2 separate regions of the Triticum aestivum genome follow, and region 1 is linked to region 2. A link is a contact called in public Hi-C data. All regions are on one chromosome and are shown on one strand. The core of a region is the stretch at or near the end of the contact, and the rest is flanking DNA. Distances in the headings are between cores, read along the strand shown. Region 1 has its middle 180 kb from the start of LOC123156755. Region 2 holds the start of LOC123156755 (glycerophosphodiester phosphodiesterase GDPDL4).

Region 1 (2,775 bases), core at 168-2,667, 180 kb after region 2:
TGACTGTGGCTCTGGGAGGCTGGTCCTTAGGGATACGTGCACGAAGACTTTTCGGCTGTCATCGACGAGGTCAGACCGGCTCCTGTAGGGGAGCACCGACAACGGCGCGTCGGCGGCTCGTTCTGGCACGGTACTGGTCGTTCGGTAGTCTAAAGACTTCGATGTAATTTAAATTATATTTGGGGTGCTTTGTGCTTCTTCTGAACTTCTATAATAGTACCGTGTGCTTTCTAGCAGAAAAAAAATATGTGTCCGTGAAATGTAAAGTTTAATGAAGGAAAGAGATCTGATGTGGTCTAAGCAAAACAAAGGAAAAACCTTTTTTATGGCAACGAAGAAAAATCTTGTCTATAAGAAGAGCTAGGTCTTTTTTACACGGGCCACAAAGACTTGTCTTCGAAGCTGCTCCGGTCAACAATGTACCCCCTCCGTCACAAAATAAATGCCTTGAGCTTAGTACAAATTTGTACTAGAGCTAGTATAAAGTTGAGACACTTATTTTGGAACGGAGGGAATAGCTACCAGTATGATCACATCACTTTGAATGCTTACACCAGATTTATGAGAATACTTAGCTACGTGAGAGCCACACGTTGACCAGCTACCGGTATTCTTCCAGGTCTTCTCCCCGGTCACGATGGATCGGGACGTCGCAAGTCCCTTTCGGGCAGGCGATCATCATCAACAGGTTTTCCACGGCAGTTCCAAAATCCAAAATGCCGACGACGGAGGAAAAAGACGAGAGCGACGGTCATCCTCACCCCTCGCCGCATGCCTCCAAAGCACGGAGATGCTAGCGCCCATGGAATGGAGAATCGCGGCGGACTTTGTCCTGCGAAAGCGCCGTTAACTGCGAAGGCCCCCGCGTCTTTAGAGCTGTGTTATCTGCCTCTAATCAGTGTGACTCGTTTTCTTTTTTGCAACTCGTAATCAGCATGACTCCGTGCACATGCGTCCATATCTCCTCCATATCCATATCGCAAGGGGGATGGATTAGCGTTGGGCTGCTCTTGCTCTTTATTGCCACCGGCCGAGGTGCTAGGGGCGGCTGCGTAATCAGCGCCGCGAACGGCTCAAACGGTCAGCTGCTTAATCCAAGGCGCGCAAGCTGAAAATTCTAGACATTCGCCCGTGACTTTCGTCAGATATAAAAATATTCGTTCATGTGAGCCTAGGGTAGATGAGCATCGGTGCCTCCTGTATTGTAGTATAGGTGTATCATATCATGGATGCTGCTGCTCCTCACATCGTCGGTCAAGCTGCACCGTGCGAGCGCTGGCACCGGAAATTGACCGGCCGAGTCCATGCCCTGGTGGTGTGCCTTGTCGCCAGTCGTCGGGATTCCACATCCACGGCAGAAGATGGCGGCGAAAGGTCCGGGGCGACGCGACTCGTAGACTAATCATCGAGCGACCGTGTAACATCTGATGTGACATGGCGTTAAGACGATGAGAGACAGATGAGGAGGGGGAGCCCTATCCCTGTCTGCCTCCTCGAAATGTCGTTTTTAGTTACATAATTGGGGAATATTTTCACGGTATCTAAAAAATCCACGCGCTTTAGGTTGGTCATAATGTTAGTATCATAGCTAGTATCATGCATATCAACTAGACAATTTTGATGAAGTGTTATAGAATTAAATGAAAAAAGAGGGTTGAGTATCATGTCATGATACCATATCATAATAAATGCTATACTATTATGTGTCATGCATGTCAATAAATAAAGTACTGCATGATACTAATATATTATACATGCATTAGATAGGTAGTATCATATGCATCATACTAGTACATGATACTCCCCATTACAACCAGCCTTGGTTAATTTTTGGACAGCCATGAAGCTAGCAAGTAAGGTCCACTTTAACCGATATCTATAAAATAGGGGAGGATTCGGACGAGTAAATCTTAGTTTACTCCACTAACCTTTCTTTTAAGGGGAAACCCCACTAACTTTTGGCTGGACCTAGTTGATCCCTTAAATATAACGTAGTATAATTTTATTTTTTCTAACTTACACAATTCCAATTTATATTGCAACTACATATTATCACACATATAGAAACTAAACATAAATATGAAGGTTCAAGCAAATTACTAATATAGTTTACAACCCGAATTCAAAGTTTACGTATCGAATTATTCAAATTGGCTTATGCATTGTCGGTGGCGGTGGGAGGATTTAGGGTCGGGCCGGCGGTGGGAGGATTTAGGGTCGGTGGTAGCAAGAATGAGCGCAAGGAGAGCCACCAGATTTTAGTTTGTCGGCTAGAGGCGAGTATATTTACTCCTCCGATAGGCGGAGGAGAAAATTTTTACTCCTCTAACCAGTTTAGGAGATCGGCTAAGTGGCAGTTAGAGGAGTAAAACCAAAATTTTACTCCTTTATTACCGGATAGGGGATTTTACTCCTCTATCGTCGGGTAGGGGTCGTCTAGAGTTGGTCTAAGTAGGTCAACATGAGCGCGGGGTGGGGGGGGTGCGATACTGCCGCTGTCGAAGACAGGAGGTCGGGGGTTTAAAGCGATGGCATTGGGCGACGGCATCACAACAGTGGGCTGCGGCTAGGGGAGGGGGTGGTGAGGAGGTCGCGACGTGCAGAGGTTGCCGGTTTTGAATGCGTTAAAGAGAGGCGAGGGGGAGAGGAAAATGCGGAAGAAGATAAACCATGTTGTTGTCTGTTGGATGATGATCCGACGCTTCATATTTTGGACTGACGGTATTTTTTTTCATATTCCTCATACCGGATGATTAGGCACCCTTTTTTAGAGAA
Region 2 (2,700 bases), core at 186-2,685:
CCTGAACATTCAACCAAACAGAAGGCGGCTTGACATTGGACTGAAAGTCTGTCACGGAAAGGATATAATACATGGTATCAAACCTTTCAGTGCGAGAATAAATCCCCTGTGTTACTGCACAAAAGATTGGATAATCAGGTAAGAAGAATAGCTACAAATTTATCATCAGGTCAAGCCTTTTTTAAGAAACTGGAGCGATGAAAAGCATGTAATCTGAAGAAAAGAAGAGCAGAGAAGTGATATAAAACATACTGTATAATGTCTGTGTAAAACAAGGAAAGAGCCAGAGGAAAGGCATGCGAGTAACATACTGTAGTTCATATTGGTCCACGTTCACTAGCATGTGTAACTGAGATGTACAGATGGTATGCTTTAATAGAAAGCTGAAAGTGGTACTCACAAGAAATTGTCGTTTGAATCTCAGACAAGGTGAAGTCCAGAGAGAAGTATCCAGTTTTTGGCACGCCATCGATAACATATTTTGCCTCTTTTTTATTTTTCGCAGGGTAGACTTGTGCAGCATTGGTGCAGTTTGACATATTTATATCCCGAAGGCAAATTCCAACACCATCCTTTGTGAGTTGCACATCACACCACAGACTTGTATCAGGTGCACTAGCAAGCAATGCGAAAGAAAACGCGCCATAACTGGAATCAGGAAATACTCCTGAAAATCCACCTTTGGCGATCACAAGGGGAGCATCACCTGCACAACAGTTAGTCACGGTTATTCAAACTCTTGAATATTTGCTCAGAATCATCCCTTAACTTTATTTATTTATTCAAACTCAAATTTTGGATGTATTTGACCTCGCTTCCTTACATCATCAACTTTAATAAAGATGTTCAACCTCCTTTTTGAAAGAAAGATAACACCACTAACTAATTAACTCGGTAGGATTCTCAGTCAACCTTCTGAAATCTTTTTGCTTTTGTTTCCAGGAGGAGAACCATGGAGGCGACTACACCCACTGGCTGTAGGATTTCAGGGGAGATTCGATGTGCACTCATCAGTTTGCGCGCAGTCCCGCTAGAAGCTCACACGCCTCTCCCTCATCGGGACCAAACACACGAACACGAGACGGAGCAGAGAGGAGCGCGCGCGTCCAGCAACCTGGAGAAGGGATGGTCGGGGGTGTTACCTCGTAAGGTTTTGTAGGAAGAGGGGCGCCGGATGCCCTGCGCGTCGGCGGCGCCGAGCAAGAGCAGGAGGCCGCACAGGAGGGCGGCGGTCTCTCCACCACGACCGTCACCGCCTCCTCGTCCAGGGACTCTGCCGCTCCTCATGCCTGCAAGCTTCCCGCAGAGGACGCGGACACGGGCGGGAGAAGAGAGAGAGAGAGAGAGAGAGAGAGAGAGAGAGAGCGAGCTCGGAGGAGCAGAGCACTGGAAATGCTCTGGTGCTCAGGCAGAGGCGGAGCGCATATATGGAGCACGGGCGCCACTTGCGGTTCTGTCTCCTTCTGTCAGTCAATGAATGACAGCGGGCTCGCGGCTGGGGCCACGCTGCAGTGACACGTCCGTGAGCCCGCGTGCTTGAAGCTCGCGACCCGCCTGGCGTTTACTCCACCACCACTACCGGCGGCGCGATATTCTGCGGCCGTTCTCGCCTTTTTCCGTCTTTTTTTACTGTATAATATCCTCGTTTGGTTCGATAGTGCTCACAAAATGATTGCTCGAGAAAAAGAAGGGCTTTTCTATCTAACTTTTTGGACATTATATAGTGCGCTTTGTACATTTCACTCTTGGCGTAGTTTGATCAACTGGGAAACGGAGTTCAGGTCCCCACGATATTCGTGTGCGGACGATTCGGTCATATGAGCTTTTTTCGGAAACCAACGACGCTAATGTAAACCCGTGTTTAGGCTAGGATGGTGGTGTGCAGTTGTAAAGCACCACGCGGGCTTGGTTTTAGAAAAACGTTTGGAGCCGGCTGGCCGGCTAAACTTTCCGCCGGCCCGCGCGGCACGAAACAACCGCCCCGCACGAGACACGTGTATATGGTGGGTCCCGCGCGACCGACCCCTTTCATTACCCCTTAACCTTTCCTCTTTCTTTCACCTCCCGCCATCACGGCTCTACTCCTCCACAATCTTCCCCCATGCTCCTCGCAACCTCCACAAGCTATCTCACCAGCGGCCAAGTGCTCGTGTGCGATGACGCTCAACCGGGGCGGCGGGGGAGCTGCAGAAAAGCTGCACCCCGCAGTATTTTTTGTTGGAACCATTCGATGGAAAAGCTGGAACCGTACCTCATATGGCCCTTTCTTCCGTACCTCATATGGAGTTAAATGATGAATCTTGTACGGCTAACTTTGTTCACGATTGCACCTCTCTCCGAGAGGAGAATAACAAGTTAAAAGCCCAAATTGAGAAAGGGTTTGTGTCATGCATTCAAGGGGAGAAAAACTTCAGTGACCTCTTGAACAACCAAAAGGAGTGTGTTGCCAAGGAGGGAATTGGGTTTGACCCCTCATCCAAGAAATGGAAGAACAAGAAGAGCAACAAGAAGATCGGTCCTTGTCGTGGAATTCTCACGTCAGATGTCCTAATGAAAGGACTTAGTCGTGGAGCCATCACAACTAGGAAGCTTAAAGGGGTTAATCGGGACAAAGGACACGGGGTTTATACTAGTTCGGCCCTTTACGGTGAAGGTAAAAGCCTACGATCCAGTTTTGAGTGGGATTGCTTATGTCTCGAT

What was found. Hi-C and Micro-C count contacts between places; a contact is called where the count stands out from the background.
Region 1: a contact with region 2 is called in a Hi-C map of leaf, with 7 times the contacts expected there. The contact joins the enhancer-like site here to the promoter of LOC123156755 in region 2. A contact is called at or near these places in 4 of 5 Hi-C or Micro-C datasets (leaf and an unstated tissue) and 1 of 1 datasets of contacts at active chromatin or transcription factors (leaf).

What each region holds. Positions count from the first base shown.
Region 1 is chr7B:207,475,539-207,478,313 of IWGSC CS RefSeq v2.1, forward strand. No RefSeq gene overlaps it. Among protein-coding and RNA genes, the nearest start is that of LOC123156755, 180 kb to the left of the region's middle. Within about 2 kb of position 1,418, at least 2 of the 8 cell types and tissues checked have an H3K27ac peak or open chromatin away from gene starts, as enhancers often do. A contact at or near this core is called in leaf, where this site is marked.
Region 2 is chr7B:207,299,127-207,301,826 of IWGSC CS RefSeq v2.1, forward strand. LOC123156755 (glycerophosphodiester phosphodiesterase GDPDL4) reads right to left here and starts at 1,436. Exons shown (of 9, transcript XM_044574932.1): 1 at 1,143-1,436; 2 at 401-706; 3 at 2-114. The coding sequence starts at 1,287.